2 separate regions of the Zea mays genome follow, and region 1 is linked to region 2. A link is a contact called in public Hi-C data. All regions are on one chromosome and are shown on one strand. The core of a region is the stretch at or near the end of the contact, and the rest is flanking DNA. Distances in the headings are between cores, read along the strand shown. Region 1 holds the start of LOC103631772 (conserved oligomeric Golgi complex subunit 4). Region 2 holds the start of LOC103631768 (pentatricopeptide repeat-containing protein At5g15280, mitochondrial).

Region 1 (6,365 bases), core at 3,547-6,046, 330 kb after region 2:
TTTCTTCCTCACTCATGGCGTCCAGTTGCGTCTCTCGTGCCCCTACACCTCTGCACAGAACGGCCGAGCCGAACGCATGATCCGCACCACCACTAATATGCTCTGCTGCCTCCTCTTCTAGGCGTCTCTCCCTGCCAGTTACTGGGCAGAGGCCCTGCACACTGCCACCCACCTCCTCAGCCGTCTTCCCTCGAAGGCGGTGTGCCACCCTACCCCTCACTTCGCCCTATACGGCACAACCCCTTCCTATGACCACCTTCGCGTGTTCGGCTGTGCCTGCTACCCTAACACTTCCGCTACCGCTCCACATAAGCTTTCTCCTCGCTCCACCCGCTGTATATTCCTTGGCTACTCCCCTGACCACAAGGGGTACCGGTGTCTAGACCTCACCTCCCACCGCATCATCATCTCTCGTCACGTCATCTTCGACGAAGATGTGTTTCCCCTTGCTGGCTCCACCCCACCCACCGATCTTGACTCCCTCCTCGAGTCCGATCCGATTCCTCCCCCACCTCCGGCTCCCCGTCTTGCACCGTTACCTGCTCCTCGTGCGGCCACTACGACCTCTTCCGCGCCACGCGCGGCCCCGTCGACCCCGCCTGCGCCACGCGCGGCCCCGTCGACCCCGCCTACGCCACGCGCGGCCCCATCGATCCTGCCTGCGCCACGCGCGGCCCCGTCGACCCCGCCTGCGCCACGCGCGGCCCCGTCGACTCCGGCTCGCTTCGCCAATCCCGCACTCGTCTACCATCGCCGCGGCCACGCTACTACCTCGGCGCCCCCCGACTCGGTCCCGTCGACGAGCGCGGCCCGATTCGCCGACCCTGCCGTCGTCTATCACCACCGCGAGCCGGCCCCACCAGCCGCTCTCGACGTTCCGGCGGTTCGCTCTGAGTCGTCCGTTTACCACCCGGTCGCCATCCACCGCGACCCCGGGCACGTCCACCCGATGGTGACTCGGCGCGCTGCTGGCGTTCTCTGCCCCGTCGACCGGCTAATCCTGGCAGCTGCTACATCTAGCACTCCACCCGACACTTCCCCGGTGCCCTCCTCCGTTCGCACTGCCCTCGCCGACCCACATTGGCGTCGTGCTATGGAGGAGGAGTACGCGACCCTCTTGGCCAACCACACCTGGGACCTGGTGCCGCGTCCACCAGGCACCAACGTGGTCACCGGCAAGTGGCTATTTCGCCACAAGCTGACCTCGGACGGCTCCCTCGACCGCTACAAGGCCCGTTGGGTCCTTCGGGGCTTCACCCAGCGCCCCGGAGTGGACTACGACGAGACCTTCAGCCCTGTCGTCAAGTTCGCCACTGTTCGCGCCGTCCTCTCCCTCGCCCTCTCCCGCGACTAGGCGATCCATCAGCTCGATGTCAAGAATGCCTTCCTCCATGGCACTCTGGCGGAGACTGTCTACTGCAGCCAGCCCACCGGCTTCGTCGACGCTGACCGCCCGGATCTGGTTTGCCGGCTGAATAGGTCCCTGTACGGCCTCAAGCAGGCGGCACGGGCTTGGTACAGTCGCTTCGCCTCCTACCTGGCCTCCATCGGCTTCGTCGAGGCCAAGTCGGACACGTCCCTGTTCATCTATCGGCGCGGCGACGACACCGTCTACCTCCTGCTCTACGTTGACGACATTGTGCTCACGGCATCCACCGCCGACCTTCTACACCGCACGATCGTCGCCCTTCAGCGGGAGTTCGCGATGAAGGACCTGGGGCCCCTACACCACTTCCTCGGCATCACCGCCGAACGTCGGCCTCAGGGTCTCTTCCTCCACCAGCGCCAGTACGCCATCGACATCCTGGAGCGGGCTGGCATGTCTGACTGCAAGCCCTGCTCCACGCCTGTCGACACTCATGCGAAGCTCTCTGCGGACGACGGGCCTCCGGTCGCCGACGCGACGTCATACCGGAGCCTCACCGGCGCGCTCCAGTACCTCACGTTCTCCAGGCCCGACATCGCTTACGCCGTCCAGCAGGTGTGCCTGCATATGCACACTCCGCGGGAGCCCCATCTCACTGCGCTCAAGCGGATTCTGCGCTACCTCCGCGGCTACCTCGAGTACGGCCTCCTACTCCGCCCATCCCCGACGTCGGAGCTCGTGGTCTACACCGACGCTGACTGGGCTAGCTGTCCCGACACGCGTCGGTCCACCTCCGGCTACGCCGTGTTCCTGGGCGCCAACCTCGTCTCTTGGGCCGCCAAGAGGCAGCCCGTCGTCTCTCGCTCCAGCGCTGAGGCCGAGTACCGTGTCGTGGCCAACGGTGTGGCAGAGGCCTCCTGGCTGCGCCAGCTCCTCCACGAGCTCCACAGTCCTCTTCAGCACGCCACTCTCGTCTACTGCGACAACGTCAGTGCGGTCTACCTCTCCACCAACCCCGTGCAGCATCAGCGCACGAAGCACGTAGAGATCGACCTACACTTCGTCCGCGAGCGTGTCGCTGCCGGTGACGTTCGGGTTCTCAGCGTCCCCACCATGCTGCAGTTCGCCGACATCTTCACTAAGGGACTACCGTCGAGTGTATTCTTAGACTTTCGATCCAGTCTCAACATCTGTACAGGATAGAGTTGTGACTGCGGGGGGTGTTAGACTACCCGTCTAGGATTCTAGGGTTTGGGGTGTTCCCCGTGTAATTACCGTCTCAACCCTCATTGTAATGGGCCTGGCCCAGTTACTAAGTCTATTAATACTACTCCTCATCCCTGGTTAGGGGTATAGGTTCGTATTCCAACAAATATACGTGCCAAATGACATGACACCATCCAGGTACTGGCAATGGAGAAGCTGCTATGTACCTACGTCGGCCATGGGAGCCCTTCGGGAGGTTTTTTTTTCACAAGCTTTTATGGATCACTGCATAGAGCCCGTTGGGTGGCATAACCGGGACAAACCTGAGAATGAGCAAATTGCCAGCTGCTATGAGTACAGGTCCCAGCCTTGTCTTCCTGTTTCTCGTTGTTCATGAATGCGAGTGTTACTTGAACTTCAAAATGACGATGTCCTTTTGCGCTTACTGGTTATTTTCTACTAGTACTTTCTAGCTCTTCTCGGGTACTCATGAGTCATGACGGGATGACTTGCTGCTGAATAGGTAAGTTTGGCAATTGGTATTGACACCTGTTATTGGCATTCTTCTCAGGTGCTCCGGTCCAGGATCCAGCATATCTGAACGGTGATGAAGCTATACCGTTCCTTATACAAACTTTCATTGATCCGGATATCGAGAATCCATGGGCGTGTTCGGCTGGCTACAAGCCGACACTGTTGCAGCTGTTTGGACTGCTGCAGCTGCAATCCATAGAGAGAAAAATACTGTAGAAGCCGCAGCCGCAGCCGGATTGCAGCCGCAGCAAGCCGCAGCGAACAAGCTGCATGGTTGGTCCACAGGTTGGGAACTCGAGTCCCAGTTTCAGCGTCCGTAGCATATAGCTCCTACTAATGTTCACTTCAGTGATTTCGTGTATTATATTATATGAATATTCATATTATAAAGGGGATGTAAGGAGATCTGAGCAGTAGGTACTGGAATCGTGTATAGAGTACGGAGAAACTGTCCTTGTTAGTGAAATATGAACTGCCTGTTGATCAAGGACTGATGGATCATACAGAATACAGAATACAGAATCCGCATGGAATGTGACCAACTTCCCTGTCTCCTGAGAACTGTCAATGCAAGCCCTGGTGCCTCCTTTCTGGGGGCGACACTACAGTTGCAGCCTATCTTGGCAGGAACCCGTGCTGTGAGACCGGAACCTCGAACGCCATCATCTTGTCGCCTCGAGCAAAGCCGTTGCGGTCGTAGGAGACCTCGGAGATGCCCAACTCGTTGCACACCCTGACGAGCTCCTCCCCGACCTTCCGGGCAGCCTCCTGTGCAGGGCGAGCCGGCGAGGCGAACTCAAGCTCAAGAGTCCCGCCGGAATACAAACCAAATTCCAGATGGAGAAGACGACGGCGGCGGCTTACCACGGTGCCACAGGGCGGGTCGCCGCAGATGGACTTCTGCAGCGTGCTGCCATAGAAGAGGATCTTCTTGTTGTGGTCGTCGGCGAGCACAGCGTAGAGCTGCCGGTTGGAGCAGAACACCGAGAGTCTGGGCTTCGTCGCCGTGCCGTTGAACTGCATACAGCGAGAGTCGGCGGAACGGCGGTTTGGTTACACCGGCTGCCTGGTAGCTGGCCTTATCCTGAAATTTGAGAACCAGGTGGAGCACCGGAACGTACCTTCTTCTGCAGCCGACGGTTCCTGACCTTGGCGCTCTCAGTTCGCGCGCCTCGCCTCGCCGTCGCCTCGATCCTGGGGTACTCGCGCCGGGGCGCGCCGGGGCCTGCACGCGTCAGACAGAGATAAGAGCGCGCGTGGGCGTCGCCGAGCTAGCGAGCGCGGAACAGCGTGTATGCGGTGGCTCTGCTCACCTGGATGTGGCGGAAGCGAGAAGTCGAGGATAAACCTGGAGCCTGTCAGCGAGGTCGGAGGGTGGCGGACCGGGAGCGCGGGGCGCGGCGATAACGGCTGGGCTAGCGCGGCGCGTAGCAGCGCCATAGCCAGTGCGCCAATTCGTCGAACAGGTTCCGCGCGCGCAGTTCTGGCCTTCGTTGGGTTGGCAGTTGGCTTCAGTTTACCATTCCGTTTTACCCCACCACCACCAGGGGAAAAAAATTTGTTGCAGCCCGGTTACAAACCAGGCTGTTTGCAGCCCCTAACAAAAAAGAGGATAGACCTCACCTGCAAGTCTACTAGATAACGTTTTAGTTGTGTTATTGGCCTACAGGTGGGGCCTATCCTCATTTTTGTGAGGGGCTGCAAACAGCCTAGTTTGCAGCCGGGCTGCAGCAAATTTTTTTCCCCACCAGGCACCAGCCGCAGCGCCCGCACACTCCGCACCGCACCGTCGCCCTTGCCCTGAAAAAAAGAAGAGAGAGAGAAGCACTCCGAGATCTGGTCTTCTCGGTGTCCAACGGTCCACAGCCCAACCCTCTCGAGTCTCGTCTTCTCCCCCGGACTCCGAGATCTTGCCGATCTGCACCGACGCCGCGGTCCGCGGCCATGGCGGTGCCCTCTCCCGCCCCGCGGTCCCCGCGCCGACCGGATGCCATTGTGGCCCCGGACCCCTCGTCCGCTGACGTGCCACCATCCCTCGACTTCGGCGACCCGGCCTCCCTCGCCGCGCTCCGAGTCCTCACCGACGCGGGTGCCGCCACCCGCCTCCTCCACGAGTGCGTGGCCTACCAGCGCGGGCTCGACGCCCGTCTCGACGCTCTCCTCGCCCGCCGTGCTGACCTCGACCGCGCCGCTGCTTCGCTCCTCCGCTCTGCCCCGCCTCTGCTCTCGCTCGCGGCTTCCGACGCCGCCGCGCTTAAGGAATCCTCCTCCACCACCGCGGCGCTCGCCGACGCGCTCTCGTCCCGCGTCCGCCATCTCGACGCGGCGCACTCCAGGGCGGACGCTGCGCTGGCACGTGCCGAGGCCGCGCTCGATCGTTCTCGCGCGCTCGAAGCCGCGCGGCGGGCCTTGGCCGCCGACGACCTCGCCGCCGCCGCCACCGCCGTGCACGAATTCCTCGCTATCGACGCTCGGTTCCCCACCGACGACGATCTCCGCCGCGATCTGCTTGACATGAAACGTCGCCTCGAGGGGCTCGCGCGTCGGAGGCTAGCGGCGGTCGTTGATGCACAGGACCATCCTGCTGTGCTTCGCCTCGTCCGCCTATTCCCACTGCTCGGACTCGCTGATGAAGGACTCCAGGTCTACGTCGCCTACCTGAAGAAGGTTGTCGCTCTGCGTGCCCGCGCAGACTTTGAGCACCTCGCGGAGCTGACCTCCGCGACCCAGCCGACCTCTGAGCGGCCGGATTTTGTTGGCTGCCTCACCCGTCTCTTTAAGGACATTGTGCTCGCTGTTGAGGAGAATGATGCTGTGCTTCGTGAGCTCAGGGGAGACGATGGTGTTGCTTATGCCATCATTGAGCTGCAGGAGGAGTGTGATTCGCGGGGCACCCAGATACTACGCCGTTATGCTGATTACAGGAAGCTTGCACGACTTGCATCGGATATAAACTCCTATACAAAGAACCTCCTTTCGGTCATGGGTTCCATGGCCAGTGCTGCTGGAGGTAGTGAAGGGCCTGATCCCAGGGAAATTGAGCTTTATCTTGAGGAGATTCTTGCGTTGACCCAGCTTGGTGAGGACTACACTGAATTTATGGTGAACAAGATCCGTGGATTGAGAGATGTCAAGCCTGAGCTTGGGCCGCGGGCGATGAAGGCCTTCCGTAATGGTAACTTCTATAAAACGGAGCAGGATCTGACTGGGTTCTATGTGATCTTTGAGGAGTTTTTCATGGTGGAGAATGTGAGGAAAG
Region 2 (6,765 bases), core at 1,099-3,598:
AGTCCTGAAATGAAGCACCGCCCCGGGCCGGAGAGGTCGCTGGAGATTGCCCATCTGGAGCTTGACGGGGAGCTGTTCGTCAGCATGCAGCGTGCCCCTACCTGGCGCGCCAACTGTCGGCGTTTCGAGACAGGGGGGTCCCAAAGCCGACGAGTGAGTGTGCTGCGTGCCCCAGCCCAGATGGGTTGGCCGCGCGGGACCGAGGACGGGACATGCGCTCTCTTGGGGCCGCTCGCTTCCCTCACCCGCGTGGACGCTTGTAACCCCCCTACTGCAAGCGCACCCGACCTGGGCGCGGGACGAACACGAAGGCCGCGGGACTTCCACCTCTCTCACGCTCGACTCCGGCCACCTCGCCTCTCCCCCCTTCGCGCTCGCCCACGCGCTCGACCCATCTGGGCTGGGGCACGCAGCACACTCACTCGTCGGCTTTGGGACCCCCCTGTCTTGAAACGCCGACAGCGCCTGTCCCGTCCTCGGTCCCGCGCGGCCAACCTTCTCTAAGAAGGCCCTGGTCCTCCCTTTTATAGTCGTAAGGAGAGGATCCAGGTGTACAATGGGGGTGTAGCAGAGTGCTACGTGTCTAGCGGAGAGATAGCTAGCGCCCTAGGTACATGCCAATGTGGCAGCCGGAGAGGTCTTGGCACCTTGCTGGCGTGATGTCGTGGCTGTCGGAGGTGCGACGAAGCCTGGCGGAGGGACAGCTGTTGGAGCGGTCGAGTCCTTGCTGACGTCGCCCTGCTTCCGTAAGAGAGCTGGGGGCCGCCGTCGTCACAGAGCTTGTGGAGCGCCATCATTGCCCATCTGGCGGAGCTGGCCGGATGGGACGCTGGTCTTGTTCTCCGTGACCCGAGTCGATTCGGGGTAGGATAATGATGGCGCCTCCTGTTGACGTGGCGGGTCTGTGCCCTAGGCGGGGTGACGTGGGGGCTCCTCCGAAGCCGAGGTTGAGTCTGTCTTCTGTTGCCGAGGCCGAGTCCGAGCCATGGGGTCGGGCGAGGCGGAGGTCGTTTGGCCGAGGCCAGGGCGGAGTCCGAGCCCTGGGGTCGGGCGAGGCGGAGTTTCGTCGTCTTCCGGGTCTTAGCCCGAGTCCGAGCCCTGGGGTCGGGCGGAGCGGAGTTCGCCGTCTTCCGGGTCTTAGCCCGAGTCCGAGCCCTAGGGTCGGGCGAGGCGGAGGTCGTTTGGCCGAGGCCAGGGCGGAGTCCGAGCCCTGGGGTCGGGCGAGGCGGAGTTTCGTCGTCTTCCGGGTCTTAGCCCGAGTCCGAGCCCTGGGGTCGGGCGGAGCGGAGTTTGCCGTCTTCCGGGTCTTAGCCCGAGTCCGAGCCCTGGGGTCGGGCGGAGCGGAGTTCGCCGTCTTCCGGGTCTTAGCCCGAGTCCGAGCCCTGGGGTCGGGCGGAGCGGAGTTCGCCGTCTTCCGGGTCTTAGCCCGAGTCCGAGCCCTGGGGTCGGGCGGGGCGGAGGTCGTTTGGCCGAGGCCAGGGCGGAGTCCGAGCCCTGGGGTCGGGCGAGGCGGAGTTTCGTCGTCTTCCGGGTCTTAGCCCGAGTCCGAGCCCTGGGGTCGGGCGGAGCGGAGTTCGCCGTCTTCCGGGTCTTAGCCCGAGTCCGAGCCCTGGGGTCGGGCGGAGCGGAGTTCGCCGTCTTCCGGGTCTTAGCCCGAGTCCGAGCCCTGGGGTCGGGCGGAGCGGAGTTCGCCGTCTTCCGGGTCTTAGCCCGAGTCCGAGCCCTGGGGTCGGGCGGAGCGGAGTTCGCCGTCTTCCGGGTCTTAGCCCGAGTCCGAGCCCTGGGGTCGGGCGGAGCGGAGTTCGCCGTCTTCCGGGTCTTAGCCCGAGTCCGAGCCCTGGGGTCGGGCGGAGCGGAGTTCGCCGTGGCGCCTTTGGCAAGGCCTGACTGTCTGTCTGACTCACCCTTTGCGTTAAATGCTCCTGCAACTCGGTCAGTCGGTGTGGCGATTTAGTCAGGGTTGCTTCTGAGCGAAGCCAAGGCCTCGGGCGAGCCGGTGATGTGTCCGCCGTAAAAAGGGGGGCCTCGGGCGAGACGGAAGTCTCTCGAGGTCGGCTGCCCTTGGCCGAGGCTAGGCTCGGGTGAAGCGTGATCGAGTCACTCGTGTGGACTGATCCCTGACTTAATCGTACCCATCAGACCTTTGCAGCTTTATGCTGATGGGGGTTACCAGCTGAGAATTAGGCGTCTTGAGGGTACCCCTAATTATGGTCCCCGACACCATCCTCGCCCTTCGTCGAACACTACATCGCGCGCCGTGCGCACACACTGTGTTCCTGGGTCAAGGATGCAGTAGATCTTTGAGCCCTCTGCATAGCCAACGAACACCCCTGGGGTGCTCCTGTTGTCGAGCTTGTCGATGTGGCCAAGCTCCTTGGTGAACGTGAGGCAGCCAAAGACCTGTAGGTGAGAGACCGTCGACTTAGGCCCATGCCAAGCCTCGTACGATGTTATCCCGTTGAATATCTTGGTGTGCGAGCGGTTGAGAATATAGACCGCTGTCACCACCGCCTCTTCCCAAATCAAGTGTAAACCGAATGGATCATTACCCATTCATCACTAGTGGTAGCACATACGGCGACCCAAATCCTCGGTCCTCGGATCTGGCTGGCTGCAGGCTGCTCGCCGTAGGTGGTAGTGGTAGCACCATAGTAGTTATCAGTGGTGTAGTTTGTAATTGTAAAGGTGAAATGTTATTCCAAGTGGACAATGATCTTTGTAATCATATTAAAGCTATAATACAAGTAATCAATCCTATTGCAGGTTGCTGAACAAGGTCACAAAGGATGGGATTGAGACCACTCGAGGTTCCGAGCTCCCGCAATCACCAGTGAGGTATGTCGGAGAACTTTTCTTATAAGTTATGCGGATACGACCCAAAGTGCTAGGGAGCAGCATCGTGTTCCTCGTGCCGCAATTTCTCGCTCGCCTCAGTTCCGCCTCCCTGACTCACCAGGACTGGGGATTCGCTGATCAGATGCGGTGTGTGGGGCCTTGCTCAGCGGCGGGGCTGGGAGGTCCGAGCGGAATAGATGTCGATGGCATGGCGGTTGCTCCGCACAATCCATTTCCGGCATCTGAGGTAAACGAGCGAGGGCTTTCATCTCACCACCTGTACTGCACTGATTTTTCTTTCGGTCTAACTGATTGATTCAATCAATTTCAGCCCAGGTGTCAGGCGAGCATCCAAGATTGTAGACCAAGGCTTTACCAATAATGCCCCAGAGCTGAGTACCAACAAAGGGAGTTTGCTGAGGTGTAGCAGCATCCGCTTCGGGGAGAAGCGGAACTCAATTTTTGCTTGCGCTCCAGACAATTTGGAGCAGAAATCTGGACAAACGTTCGAAGCTGATGCCCATTCTGCGCTAAAATTGTGCTCTGGTATCGGGAGTGTAGTTATAGCCAAGTGTTCTCACATATTTGAGAGAAATGGGGACACCTTTGATGGGAACTGCAGTTTGCAAGATATCCTCAAGCCTGGTTTATGGCTCTCACCGGAGACCCTCCGCCGGTTTTGGCGTGTCTCTGAGCTGAAGCCTAAGGATTTTCTTGACATTTTGAATGGTTTTGGACTCAGTGCCGTAAAAGTGAGAAATGCAAGATTTCTATGGAATTTGTACAGGTGGACATCGCGGCAGAGCAAAGAGTTCCAACATCTGCCAAGGTCAAATGAGACAATGGTATCCATACTTGCAGATGCTCATATGCTCAGTCAAGCAGAATCACTACTGCTTTCATTGATTGATCATATGACTCCAGCTGTTTCTAGTGAACTATTCAGTCAGATTATCCAGGTGTATTCAGAAGCAGGCAACCTTGGGAAATCAGTTGCACTTTATGATTATGCAAGGGGCAAGCATTTGATTCCTTCAGCTTCATGCTATCAAGTACTTCTTCATTTTCTAACCAGAAACAGAAAGGATGAATTGATTTTGAGAGTATATCTGGACATGCTTGAAGTTGGATTTGGTTCTTGCACCGAAGGAAATATTCTTGATTCTGTTGTCATGGCTTTAATCAGGAAAGGTAAACTTTTGGAAGCTCTTGGTATTCTTCGGCAATTAAAGAGTTTGGGTCTTAAATTAAGCAAGGGAGCCTTGTCAAATATAGTTGAAGAATTTAACAAGAAAAAGGATATTGGGGATCTGATGAATTTCTTGGAAGATTGGAGGTGTATACCTGAGTTGCGTCTTTGCAACAGAATCCTTGCGTCTTTGTGCACAAATCTTGGTACTTGTCAGGCATGGTTGGTCTTCCAAAGTTTGGAGGCCTTAGGGTTTGCTCCAGATGCTACGACTTTTGGAATTTTCATTTTTCACAGCTGTAGAGAAATGAAACTAAAATCTGCACTTGTATATTTATCAGAGTGCTTTGCTAGGCATGTTAAACCTGGAGTGTGTGCCTATAATGCTATTTTAGGTGGTGTTTTCAGGGAGGGGCTATATAGACATGCAAAGTATATATTTGAAGACATGATTGAAAGAGAAGTAACACCCAATCTTTCAACATATAAGATAATTCTTGCAGGGTATTGCAGGTATAGGCGGTTTGATGATATTGAACAAGTCTTGAGGCACATGAAAACCAATGGTGTAAATGTTCTTCTCTCTGGAAACTGTGTGCTCTCCAAGGCCTTATCATTCTTGGGGCTAGATCACCTAGGGGTGAAAATCAAGAGAGATAATGTCACTGGTTTCCCAAAAGCTGAGTTTTTTGATTCAGTTGGCAATGGATTGTATTTGGACACTGATTCCAAAATGTTTGAGGTTTCATTGTCACAAGTTTTGGATAGCGCACTTCTCCCAGATATTAACTCAGAGCTAATCAGGGCATCTCAGCAAGGCGATGTTGCAAGTGCTCTTCTTGTGAAAGACAAAGCTTTTCAATGGGGATATGACATTTCACCAGATAGCTGCTCTGAGCTATTCAAGGCCTTATGTGTGAGCCCTGCTTATGTTATAGATGTCATTGACCTTATGGAGGAGATGCCAGATATACTTTACAAACTTGATGCTCAAAATCTAGATTTGGTTGCCCAAACATTGAGTAGGAATGGAATGTCTGCTCATGCAAAACTGGTTTTAGAAAAAATGTTGAGAGAAGACTTGTCAATCAGTCACAATACATATACTTATTTAATGATAGGTTTATGCGAAGAAAGGAACATAGCAGGGTTTTGGGAATGTTGGAATCTTGCAACAAAGTGCAGATGGTCACCTGATAGCAAGGATATGATGGGCCTCATCAGTTACTTGTGCAAATGGGGAGTGATTGAGGAAGCCCTGAAACTTATGAACTCTTTATTTGACTGCTACCATGATCTGTTTTTTAGTGCATATTGTGCACTTCTCAAAGAGTTGTGCAGGACAGGTCATACCAGCATTGGATGCGCAATGTTGGAGGCTCTCAAAGAAAAGGGTGTGGCTGTGGATCGATCATTATTCTTTTATGTGATGGAGGGCTTCCTAAAGGAGCAAAGAACTGCTGAATCAATTGGAATGCATGACATGTGGCTTAGCAAAAGCAAAGAACTTGATGTTTTTACTTACCGATCTGTGTTGCCTTCATTACCATGGCTGGACACAGATCGAGCCAAGAACTTGGTAGAATCTATGCTGACCGTGAAACTTACTGAATTCTCATATCGCGGTTGCATTGTGAATGAATTAATGCAAACAAGGAATATAAAATGGGCCATTCCAGTCTTGCAAGAATCAGCTCCTGGGAAGCTCAGTGCCACTTTGTTAAATTCCTTACTTCAAGCCTATGGTTGGCTAAAAAATTGGAGAAAGTTAGATGCAGTTCTTTGCAAGATGCTAAAGATGCATGCCACCCTTTCTATATCTAGCTACCGCTTTCTTGTGTGCAGAATGTGTGAGCAAAGTCGTTTTTCTAGCGCTTCAAGCCTTAGAGCACTTTTCCAACATACTGACAAGTCAAGAGAACTGATTGCATGCAACATTCTAATATTTTATCTTTTTCAAAGAAGAAACAGCTCACAGATTCATGATTTATTGAAGGACATTGAAGGTAATGGTATTTCTCTTGACAAAACCACATATGATTTCCTTGTCTATGGATTTCACAAATCTGGGGATATCAATGATTCAGTTAATGCGCTTGATGCCTGCATTGCTCAGGGAATAAAACCAAGCAACCGCAGTCTCAGAATAGTGTTAAGTCATTACTGCAGGCTAGGAAACCATGAGAAATCACTAGCATTATTTCACTTGATTGAGCGCAATGGATGGAAGCATGGTTTAATCATTAAGACCACCCTAGCTTCATGTCTCCTTTCATTTGGGAGACAATTGGAAGCAAAATCATGTCTGAACAACCTGAGCAAAGGTGAGTTTATCGGATGTTCAAGCAATTTTGATGATCTCATCAAGGAATTCTGCATTCTAGGAGATTTGAAAATGACTCTTTATCTGCTAAATACAATGTTAAAGAAAGGCACACTGCCTAATGAAGCCAGTTACAGTTCTGTTATATATAAACTTTGTACATTGAAGGAGTTCGATCAGGCACTTGATTTTCTTGCTGAAATGCAGCTGGCAAGTCTAAAATCAAGTGAAATCTCCTGTGATGCACTTGTACATGGCCTTTGTGCCATGGGAAGACCTTCTGATGCTAGAAAGGTTTTGGAAATGCTAACCACCTTGGGATCTGCACCATCCTATGGCATGTTTAGAGTTGTTTTTGATAACTATTGCAGAAGTAGCAATCTACAGAAAGCTGCGGCACTTCTGCATGACATGCAAC

The links. Hi-C and Micro-C count contacts between places; a contact is called where the count stands out from the background.
Region 1: a contact with region 2 is called in a Hi-C map of ear, with 2.0 times the contacts expected there. The contact joins the promoter of LOC103631772 here to the promoter of LOC103631768 in region 2. A contact is called at or near these places in 2 of 25 Hi-C or Micro-C datasets (ear and leaf).

Annotation. Positions count from the first base shown.
Region 1 is chr1:14,903,897-14,910,261 of Zm-B73-REFERENCE-NAM-5.0, forward strand. LOC103631772 (conserved oligomeric Golgi complex subunit 4) reads left to right here and starts at 4,797. Exons shown (of 2, transcript XM_008653243.3): 1 at 4,797-6,365. The coding sequence starts at 5,051. It overlaps LOC103631773 (50S ribosomal protein L18, chloroplastic-like), which reads right to left and starts at 4,903. Exons shown (of 4, transcript XM_008653247.4): 1 at 4,420-4,903; 2 at 4,228-4,331; 3 at 3,971-4,123; 4 at 3,525-3,874. The coding sequence starts at 4,546. The coding sequence ends at 3,722.
Region 2 is chr1:14,580,334-14,587,098 of Zm-B73-REFERENCE-NAM-5.0, forward strand. LOC103631768 (pentatricopeptide repeat-containing protein At5g15280, mitochondrial) reads left to right here and starts at 2,349. Exons shown (of 8, transcript XR_004852883.1): 1 at 2,349-2,685; 2 at 2,764-2,835; 3 at 2,957-3,082; 4 at 3,167-6,765.